Linked DNA regions of Oncorhynchus mykiss: region 1 is linked to region 2. Evidence: chromatin contacts called from public Hi-C data. All regions are on one chromosome and are shown on one strand. Each heading gives the region's core, a stretch centred on a gene start, on an enhancer-like site or on the middle of the called end of the contact. The rest is flanking DNA. Distances are from core to core; before and after follow the strand shown.

Region 1 (5,460 bases), core at 735-3,234, 780 kb before region 2:
TTTGACATGAGGGAGGGGACAAGTAACTTCATCAAAGTACCAGCTACAGTCATTGTTCATGCTTAGGTAACCCTAATTTTAACTGGCTTTATCCAAGTATCATCCAATTTGACAGAAAACATGATTTCCACTGTTCAGGACCTTTAATATACAGATATTGCAGGGTTCTCCCCAAAGACTGTAAGAGGGGCATTGCACCACCTTGTGGACTAGCTGCGCCACTACGTAAAAACATTAACACAATTGTTTTTGTCACCATTTAAGGCCAGGCACCACACCCCAACACAGTATATATGTTTTGCTGTAGATTGCAGGAAATGGCAGTTACAGGTGTTCAAAAATGCTAAACCCTATGAGTTACAGTACTATCTCACAGTAAGTCAGATTTGTTTTTTTGTACTATGTCACAACTCCATCTGCGGACCGCGGTTACTACATGGCGTGCCCACTACTTGTCACGACATCCAGCGCCCACTGCCATTGAGGCTGCTAGCTAGCTACTTCCCTCTAAGTACTGTTAACAGAAAACAGTTTTCGGCAGGCGGGGGCAAAATACACCGGGGGAATCTCAATTTTACACTCCTTGTGTCCCTCCTCACCTTTTCAAAACCCATTGAAGGTGGTCAGGGAGGAGGGACCTCTGGCTTTCTCATCCAATGAGTTTTGAGAAAGAAGCAAGGAGAAAGGACAGAGGATGCGAGGAGTAGGCAATTGAGATTCTCCCATAGTGCACCGGTGTCCCCTAGCTAGCTAGCAGCCTCCTTCAGTGGGGTTTTTGGAGGGTGGCATCCAACGTTATTGGTACATTACCGCCACCTACTGCGCTGGAGTGTGGACCAGAGACAGCGCTAGCAGCAGTGGGTGTGGCATAGTGGGCGTGGCATGTAGTAACCTCTTGTCAACTGATAGATGACATCTTTTCTTGGTGCCTTGAAACAGCTTCCATAAGAACTTGTCAATCACGCACAATATATTTTCACAGGCCCATCAACATAACCCCATTTCCCACCACAACAAGCTACACATGCTTTGACCGGTAGGCCTTGAAGCCATGATAAAAATCACCAGCTTTTCCTATCTGGACATCCTAATTTCACTCACCTCCCAACCTGTGCTCTGTTGTTGATTCCACTGGCCGTGGAAGACATACTGGCAGGGCCCGGAGTCCAGTTGGATGTTTTTCGCCCACATGAGCTGGGCTGTTGTTTCAACATGGCCAAGCAGCAAGCTTTCACAAAATCAAGTTACAAAACTAAATATTATTCGAGCAAATAATTGGAGACAATTTGATACACCTACAACGGGAAGTTACTTTTTCGTAGCAGGTTTGGAGAACTCAAGCAGCATGTTTGGAGAATTAACGTTGAAGAGTAGTATAATTAACTAGCTATGTTAATGTTAGGAAAAGGGGTAGGGTTAGCGAAAATGCAGTCCTAACCTGCTACCGATGGTCACTTCCGGTCGTAGCTGTATCTTAGTTGAGTGTTTTTAGGGAGTCCCAAATAATTTGTTTAGCCTGTATTAATCTCAATGACTGAGAACTGACATGCTAACTAACGCTAATAGTAATTGGCATCGCAAACTGGAAAGCTACAGTAAGGCGGCCCGACATTAAAATATACCTTGATTTCTGATTGTATTCTCTGGCTGGCTACTTAGTTGCTACACAGAGAATAAGTCGATACAAAATAGCAATGTTTTCACACCAGATCGTGGTTTAGGATTCTTCTGATCCAAGCTAGCTACGTTAGCTAGCTAGCAGTCTCTTGGACATTCGCTTGGTAGCTTCCCTGTCTGGATTACTTGCTTCTTTAGGTCAACTTTACTTATTCTTCTTGAAGGTTAAAAATTTGAATCTCAGTTGTGATGCTAGTATACTGGTCATAAGCGTTTTAAATTGTATTTTCTTCAGGTTTCGGGATGAAAACCCGCAGTCGCTCGCCACCTCTCGATGTAAGGTTCACTCGATCAGAGCGCTGTTGAGTGGTCGTCACAAGCCAATAATAAATCAATTGTTCCGGGTCAGGGATTTTTTTGGAATCCTTCAGAATAAGAGTCCCATCGTGTGTAATAATTGGGTTGACAATGATGCACAATTATCGATGTATTTTCTACTAGTTATCGAGTAAAATTATTTCTATAAGATACGTTTTTTCTTTGTTCAAGCCAAAATGGTCAACAATGTGTTTTGTGTGTGTACTATCATTTATTGCACTTACACACTTTTCTGTATCTTGTGTTGCAGTGAAAGGGGTGTCCATTATACCCAGGAGCACTTCTAGCTTCTAAATCCACAGAGTTAATATCCAGAGGAGCGTGGCTGCTCATTTTAAATAGTGACCTATCAGCCTAAATCCAATCGTTTTTCTCATATTGGGCATATACAGTGGGGAGAACAAGTATTTGATACACTGCCGATTTTGCAGGTTTTCCTACGCACAAAGCATGTAGAGGTCTGTCATTTTTATCATAGGTACACTTCAACTGTGAGAGACGGAATCTAAAACAAAAATCCAGAAAATCACATTGTATGATTTAAGTAATTAATTTGCAGTGGTTGAGACTGAGGGACCTTACAGATGTGTGGGGTACAGAGATGAGGTAGTCATAAAAAATAATAATGTTAAACAGTCCATACAACTTATTTAGACTTGCCATAACAAATAGGTTGAACACTTATTGACTCGAGATATTTCAGCTTTTCATTTTTAATTAATTTAAAAAAACGTCTAAAACCATAATTCCGGCCTCCCGGGTGGCGCAGTGGTTAAGGGCGCTGTACTGCAGCGCCAGTCCTGGGTTCGCGCCCAGGCTCTGTCGTAACCGGCCGCGACCGTGGGGCGACGCACAATTGGCCTAGCGTCGCCCGGGTTAGGGAGGGCTTGGTCGGTAGGGATGTCCTTGTCTCATCGCGCACCAGCGACTCCTGTGGCGGGCTGGGCGCAGTGTACGCTAGCCAAGGTGGCCAGGTGCACGGTGTTTCCTCCGGCGCATTGGTGCGGCTGGCTTCCGGGTTGGATGTGCGCTGTGTTAAAGAAGCAGCGGCTTGGTTGGTTGTGTATCGGAGGACGCATGACTTTCAACCTTCGTCTCTCCCGAGCCCGTACGGGAGTTGTAGCGATGAGACAAGATAGTATACAATTGGATACTACGAAATTGGGGAGAAAAAGGGGGTAAAATAATAATAATAATGGCCAGTGACACAAAATCTCAATATAATCCATTTTAAATTCAGTCTGTAACACAACAAAATGTGCAAAAAATACTTTCTGAAGGCACTGTATGTATGTCCAGGGGCAATTTTAGCATGTAAATCTTCATGAGGCAAATTCAACATTTTCGGGGGGTTGCATGCAGCAAAGCCACTACACAATACTGGACAATACATTAATTGCACTATAACGGTGACAAATGGTGCCCCAAAACTGTTATAGCCTACATAAAGCTGTCCCAACAATAGAACTTTCTTTTCAGCACCATCAAGTGAATCTTTACCACTGCTACACCTGGCTATCAGTGGGGCCTTGTCTGGCAGCGAAACAGTTCATTCAGCCTCATTTACTGCCGTTTTAAAAACCATAGCAAAACAACCCTCACAATATCAACTGGAATTACATGGGTCTGTTACTGAACTTCTAGTTAAAAACAAACATTTGAATGGGAAGAGACTAACTGGGGAAACATGGTTACAGACCCAACAACATTATTTAGTATCTCCTCCTCGTCAAGAAAAGCACATGAGCTAATTATAATGCACAAAGTAACCAAAACAATTCAGTCATTCCAACATTGCCTAAAATTATGAATAAGATACTGATTAGATAGACCTATATAAGAAATGGGCCTATAACAATTGAGATGTACAAACTATGCCATAAGGGAACAATTAGCAAATAAGAGGCCATCTGTAATTTCGATAAAGATATTCATGAGCGAGCTAAGATGGACTTAGTCAATATAGCTATTTGTTCAATACTTTTTAAACGTACAGCAGCATAATTCAGAACATGGGCCATTCTTACAGTATTCTCCCTGTACACCAAGACAGAACCATAGAATAAATGAAGGAGGCATATAAGCAGACAAAGAGCTCTTACAATATTCAATTATGGCATTTCTCTAAAACAGGCTATAGGCTACATGTGCACTACCAAGTCTGAACAGTAGGCTAAGTTCTGAGGGGGAAAGGGACCAAATTATTAGGGTAAGGCACACAGGCTACTAATAGCTTAGTACACAACATACACTTAGTATTACTTTCTTAGCTACCATATACATATCTTCCTGGCATATCATATCATTTATGCAGCAGCATACAATACATTTTGTGATCACTTGAACAGGAAGGTGGCACGACAGTCCTTCTTGTGGGCAAATTTTGTCATGAAACTTTGTCATTAAAGTCTGGCATTCTCTGGATTTATGGTGCTATCAAGACAACTGTGAACTCTGGAGAAAAAAAAAGTTTGAATCATGACGTCAGTGATCTTCAGGTCGGAGCTCTAGAAAGAGGCCTGAGTTCCCATCTTGGAATTCCGAGTTTGATGACGGTTCAAAAAACTTATGTTCCCAGATGTCTTGAACTCATTGAAGTCTGAGATTTCCCAGTTCCGATTTTCCAGTTGTTTTGAATGCGACAGAAGTCATTCTGGATTGACAGCATGACCAATGTATTCAACCTTTTCTAGCCCATGAGGTTGCGTGTGAATGTTGATACTTTTAAGCTTGGAAAAGAGACTCTTTCAGACAGATATTTTAAATCCTTAAACCCAGACTTTGACCACACATCCTCTCCACCAAATAGCAGGCAAGGGAAGCAAAATAGTGATTGCTTTGCAACTCTTGCAGTTAGCCATTGATTCCTTCCAAACCACTCATTGTAGAATTAGCTTTTTCCGACTTGTTGTGTAATGTTTATGTCCAATGGCCGATGAGCACCGATACGTTTTATCTATAATTTTTCTTAATGTAACAAGGATTGAAAAGGATTTGCCAGTAGATTGTCGAGGTGATTCATCATGATGACTGCTTGCTAGGTAAGCTACAGTAGATCTAACGTGATTTTAAGTCATTTTATTTATGGCCAATGAGGGATGGGCACTTCTAATGTAAATCTATGGCAGCACCAAAGGGGGCTTGAATTGCCTAGCTCTCCCTGTACATTATGAGGTGACGTAGTGTCCCTATGAGTGACAGAACACTGAGCCAATCACGGCGCAACTAGAGAAGATTACCAACGCCTATGCTCTGTATTTTCCGCTGGCTCCCGCTCCACCACAGAAAGCACTAGGCTAGGCTGAAACACATGTATTTTGGAGCTGCCTTACACAAGTCGGCAAAAAAGAGAGTTTGTAATGTGGCTTTATTTGCTCAATAAATGTGTTTTTACGTTGTTTGTAAACTGATATGACACAAATGAATCCCAAATAACATGCAAAACAGGCAACAATATATATGTAT
Region 2 (5,921 bases), core at 2,826-5,325:
CATTTATCATGAGTCTGATGAAGGCCATTGACTGCCAAGCTGTCACAATTTGTAATATTTAGAAAAATAAAGTACCACATTTTTAATTGCGAGTGAGAGTTGCGCCTTTTCCTTCCTGATGTAATGTTTATCATGGAAAACAATAAAACCAAACGGACATTTGATCTTTAACACCTATCAAATGCATTTTGTTCAGAAATAGTTTTCCCCGTCATATTTGTTCCAAGAAAGGCTGAAATTATTAAGTGTTGATGATTTACCATATCAACAGTGCTGAAACAAACAGTATCAGATAATGCGTGTTTGATAACTTCACATTCATGCAGTGACATTGTAGCCAAGTCCTTCCAGAGTTCTGAGCAGTTAACACAGAAATTAAATAGTTTTATTTGGACATGATAGTTGTTTTTACATTCATAGCCAAGATATCCTTTAAGCAGGTACACAGTGTTACGTGGTTTCCTGACACAAACTCCTTTTTTCCTCACAGATTCAGTCTGGCTAGTCACAATCGGGACGATTCAGAGTTGAAATAAGCACCTGCAACTCGGACTTGGGTGAGAATTTGAGTTAAGCACACAGATCTCAAGTCTGAATCCTGTCCAACTTCTCTTGCTCCCGAGCTTCCAGATAAATGCATTTTTCTTAGCACTGACAGACGCAATGTCTTCTTAAAATAACTGCAACCATGACTTTTGTACAGTCCATAGATGAGCAGATCTGGTGTTAAGATTTGTCTGCTCAATTCAAATTTCCAAACGTGCAATATGTCCTAACATGAAATGTCCATAATATGTAATATGACAATAGTACATAATATGACTGTCAGTCATGGGCCTGGATGTTGTCCCAGACCCGCACCACGTCTAGGCAGTCGCTCAAGGCTTCTATCAGAGATAAGGCTGCCTCCAGCTGGGCTTGTGGAAGCTGCGTGGGTGTGTGGGACACAAACTCCAGGCCAGCGGACACAGTGCGCACACCTAGTTCTTCCAGCGAGGTCCGCACCTTCTTCAGCTCTGTCATGTCACACACAAACTTACAGAGAGAGAGAAAGTAATGTATTGATGCTGGATAGGACACTAGTTCAAGGGTGTACAACTCAGACCCTCGAGGTCAGGTTTTAATTTGTCCCTGGCACAATGTTTCCTTGTTCAACTTATGTTATACATTGACGTGAAAACCCCTGGGTTGTGTTCATTAGGGTGTTCTAAAATGGTTTGCAATGGAATAATCATCCAGGTAGCCCCTATTTCAATCAATTTCCCCCCATGTTTGGTGCCTAATGAACACAGCCCTGGATTTTCCATAGTCCAGCAGGTCTGCAGCCCTCGAGGGCCAAATCAGTGCTCTCCTGCATGTATTGACCCTAACCACGTCTCACCTGTAGGAGGGACTTATCATCCTCATCCTCTGTTTCTTGGACGTCCTCGGCTCCCGCCTCGATGGCCAGTTCCAAAGCTCGCTCGGACGACACACCCTGCCCCTGTGCCACCACCACCCCCTTCCTGCTGAAGTTATGACGCACCCCGTCACACAGCGCTGCCCTGTGGACAAACACAGAAAAATAAACTATGGATCAGTAAACAGACTCTGGCTCTCTGACATAGTTTTCATTATGTTTTGAGTAATTGCATTATCTAAACTGAACATAAGAAACACTTAAAACATTTACCAACACCCCCCCCCCCCCCCCCCCCAAGTCCCTGGTCTGACCCGTGTTTGCTGAGCAGATGTTTGAGGTCCTGGTGACTTCGGGTGTTGTTGTCAGTTAGCATATCGATGAGCAGCATGCAGCCACCAGGCCCCCTGGCTTCATACATGTGCTGGGTTCCTGCCTTGGACTTTTCCTGAGAAGAGGACAAAAGCAGAGGTGTGGACTCGAGTCACACGACTTGGACTTGAGTATGACTCGAATCACAAATGTTTCATGAGCTGAAATAAAAGATCACAGAAATGTTCCATATGCACAAAAGATTATTTGTCTCAAATTTGTTTACATCCCTGTTAGTGAGCATTTCTCCTTTGCAAAGATAATTCATCCACCTGACAGGTGTGGCATATCAAGAAGTGATCGTTACACAGGTGGACATTGTGCTGGGGACAATAAAAGGCTACTCTAAAATGTGCAGTTTTGTCACACAACACAATGCCACAGAAGTCTCAAGTTGAGGGAGCATGCAATTGGCATGCTGACTGCAGGAATGTTCACAAGAGCTGTTGCAAGAAAATTGAATGTTTATTTCTCTACCATATCTCAACGTCAATTTAGAGAATTTGGCAGTACGTCCAACAGGCCTCAACCGCAGACCACGTGTAACCATGCCAGCCCAGGACCTCCACATCCAGCTTCATCACCTGTGGGATTGTCTGAGACCAGCCACCCGGACAGCTAATGAAACTGTGGATTTGCACAACTGAAGAATTTCTGCACAAACTAAGAAATCTTTAGACACACCAGGGTCTTGACCTGACTGCAGTTCAGCGTCTTAACCATCTTCAGTGGGCAAATGCTCACCTTCGATGGCCACTGGCACGTTGGAGAAGTGTGCTCTTCATGGATGAATCCCGGTTTCAACGACGTCAGCGTGTATGTTGTCGTGTGGTTGAGCGGCTTGCTGATGTGAATAGAGTCCCCCATGGTGGAGGTGGGGTAGTTCCCGCCAATATCCAGCAACTTTGCACAGCCATTGAAGAGGAGTGGGACAACATTCCACTGGCCACAATCAACAGCCTGATCAACTCGATGCGAAGGAGATGTCGCGCTGCTTGAGGCAAGTGGTGGTCACACCAGATACTGACTGGTTTTCTGTCCATGCCCCTACTTTTTTTAAAGTATCTGTGACCAAAAAATACACATCTTTATTCCCATTCATGTGAAATCCATAGATTAGGCCCTAATTTATTTATTTAAATTGACTGATTTCCTTACATTAACGCAGTAAAATCTTTGAAATTGTTGCATTTATATTTTTGTTCAGTGTAATTGTATCATAATGCATTATATCCGAGTGTTATAAGTGTTACAAAAACATTTCAGTTTAATCATTCCGTCAACTTACCGCTCCCTTGATGGCAGCTTCTATGGACACTTTGGGCATGTTCTTGCCTCGGCATTGCTCCACTACATTTGCCAAGGCTAGATTGAATTCTGGATTACTAGATCCTCCTTCTGTAGAAAACAGAATTAACAAGCAAATCTGGTTGATGGTTGATGCAGCACCAGTCAAAGCATTCCCCATAATGCTCACATATAGTGCATTGAATTGGAGTAAACAAGTTGTCAGTCAAGCTTACCTTTGACTGCAATTCTTATCATCATCCCAAACTTCATGAACATCCGACTCCGGGCTGCATCTTTGGGTCCTTTTATATTTTTCACCTTAGACCACTTATTATGACCAGCACACAAGTTAGAGCACAGATGCAGTGTTCTCACAGGATGGGTTGTCCAAAGAGGGTAGCGACATGTCACCGTCAGGTCTGTGCGGACTGGACGAATCCTTGCGCCCATGTAATTGTTGGCGGTCAAGCGAGCAAGTCGACGTAAACACAGAGGCAAGAAACCCCTCAACACCACTGCCCATCCCATTGCCCTGAGTCAGAAAACGAAAACGTAAGGGCATTGCATTGACAAACAGTAGTATATGTTTGGTATACATGCGAGAACCAGAATAAACACGTGGACACGTATGTTCAAATGAAAAAAATAGCTTATGACAGTTGCCTCGCTTTTATGTAACACAAAAAAACTACATTTGTTAAGCTTAGCTAGCTAGCTAACGTTACTACTTGCTGCTAAGAAGACCACATAAAAAGTACTTACATTTGATAAGCTTAGCTAGCTGACGTTACTACTTGCTGCTAAGAAGACCACATAACAGTATGTCTGCTATCTTACTAGCTATAATGCCTGTTCCTAATGGAAAACGTATGAATTATTGAATGTATCACATTTTCCGTAAACGTACACTTTATAAAGAGTAAGTGTTGGTGTCCTTTGAGGTCAAATTGACGCTTCCGGGTTGTCTAGTGACGAAAGAAGCGGACCTTTCAAAATAAAAGTCCGCCATTTAAAGCTTTACTGTTGCCACAAGAGGGCGACAGACAATATTTCCAACAGTAAATGTTATCGTCAGCATGTGTATAGACATTATTTAAAGTGTGTCTTTTGGTTGTAAAAAAACAAGCCTACATTTCTTACAGCCTCTCAAAATGTCTTTGTGATAACATTGGAGGTAAAGTAATGCACATTGTTTTGATATAATCATGTTAACGCCAGTTTCTAAGATTTAATTTCCATTAAATACATAGATTTTGAGTGATATAAAAAACAAGGACCATCTTCATTGTTAATGTTTTTGTTGTAGAGAACTTTAAAAGCTAATTATTTGTATGACTTCAAATCTTTTTTTAGAGTAATACATTGTTCTCATTGAATGACATTGTTGTTTTAAGCATGTGAAAATGTAATGGGATGCATTTGCTCCATGGTGTATGTTTTTGGTGTGTGGCCCTCGTCTTTGATGGACTATGGCTGTTCTGATGATATACATTCTAAGAGATAACTATGGCCTATTGAACAGAGCATATTTAGAGAAGGAGAAAAATATGTACTGAGGGAATAGAGAACAAACCTGAGATACTGAGTCACCCGGAGAGGCAGCTAGGGAGAGTAGTCTACACAGCAGAAAATGAGGTGTGGAGGGAGAGAGAAACACAGAGAGAGATACATGATGGGGATTGTTGGCTGCACCAGGCAGCAAAGAGTTAACTGAGGTGGAACGCCAAGAGGACAGCCCATTCCCACAGTCAACAATGGAAGGAGCTGCAGTAGATGGGCAGCTCTCCTAGTCTTCCCTCCTCCCTTTACTAACTAATATCATGCTCACACAAAGGAACATGGCAAAGGTACTCATCCCTGAGATACATGAGGAATTCCATACCTAGTCACTGGGACCTGACCTTACCAATGGTCATTGTTCACAAGAGAAGCACTACATGCAGATGATTGCAAAAAGAGAAGAGAGTTCGCATTGGAAGACTACCAGTGGTTAAAGAGAATCCTTTACTTAACTTCCACAACTGATTCTATCTTCACTCTCAGCTGTGCGGGAGAAGCTGGACGTTTTGATTGAATAACTTCCCATTCAACAATGCCATGGTTCATGTGGTACCATTCATGAGAAGTATAGAAGGATCACCTCCTGCCTAAGCGTTTAGAGAGACGTGTGCAGGCACCAAGGTAATAGGAGCGGCAATGGGACACAGCCTCGAGGACCACCACTCTACATGTTTCGGGGGACGTTTCCCTTCGCTGCACCCTAGAGAGGATAAGGAGTTGTGAGCAGGGGGTGTCTTGGTGATTAAAAGTTTTGGTTCAGGTTGAAGGTCAAAAGGAAGTCATGGTGTCCGTGGGGAGAATCAGAATTGTTTTCTGCTGCGTATTGATGAATGTCAGTGCAGTGGTAAGTATCCTATCTATCTAACTGCTAAATAATTTGTATTGATTAATTTAATTGATTGATCGATTCAGTCATTCATGTATTAGCAATTTTTAAGAAAGCATTCAATGTATTTCGGTAACACTTTATAATATGAGTAAGACGTTATAAATGCTTTATATATTACCACATACCACCTCATATTATCAAATGCTTATTAATGTTTCAGAGTAATGAAATACATATTTATTAATAGTAAGCTTATTAGGCCTAATTTGTTTTTCTCCTGTAAGACACTGATCATGTGGGATATTAACTGATTATCTACAACGCACATGAGATGGAGATAGACTTATGTTGGATATGCTTTTACAAATATTCAGATAGCTGCCACTGTATAATTGAGAAGTGCCTCATTGTTGAAACAATGTAGTCAGTGATCATACTGTATTATGCCACAGGCTGCACGTTGCTGCTGTT

The links. Hi-C and Micro-C count contacts between places; a contact is called where the count stands out from the background.
Region 1: a contact with region 2 is called in a Hi-C map of liver, with 4 times the contacts expected there. The contact joins the promoter of LOC110491775 here to the promoter of LOC110492861 in region 2. A contact is called at or near these places in 2 of 3 Hi-C or Micro-C datasets (blood and liver).

What each region holds. Positions count from the first base shown.
Region 1 is chr16:27,772,806-27,778,265 of USDA_OmykA_1.1, reverse strand. LOC110491775 (ataxin-2-like protein) reads right to left here and starts at 1,984. Exons shown (of 23, transcript XM_036946685.1): 1 at 1,102-1,984. The coding sequence starts at 1,214.
Region 2 is chr16:26,992,783-26,998,703 of USDA_OmykA_1.1, reverse strand. It overlaps LOC110492861 (translational activator of cytochrome c oxidase 1), which reads right to left and starts at 4,075. Exons shown (of 6, transcript XM_036946630.1): 1 at 3,969-4,075; 2 at 3,295-3,593; 3 at 3,060-3,169; 4 at 1,714-1,847; 5 at 1,382-1,544; 6 at 349-1,035. The coding sequence starts at 3,589. The coding sequence ends at 826. pth3r (parathyroid hormone 3 receptor) reads left to right here and starts at 4,686. Exons shown (of 13, transcript XM_036946628.1): 1 at 4,686-5,465. The coding sequence starts at 5,403. It overlaps LOC110491752 (mitochondrial amidoxime-reducing component 1), which reads left to right. Exons shown (of 2, transcript XM_021565439.2): 2 at 1-92.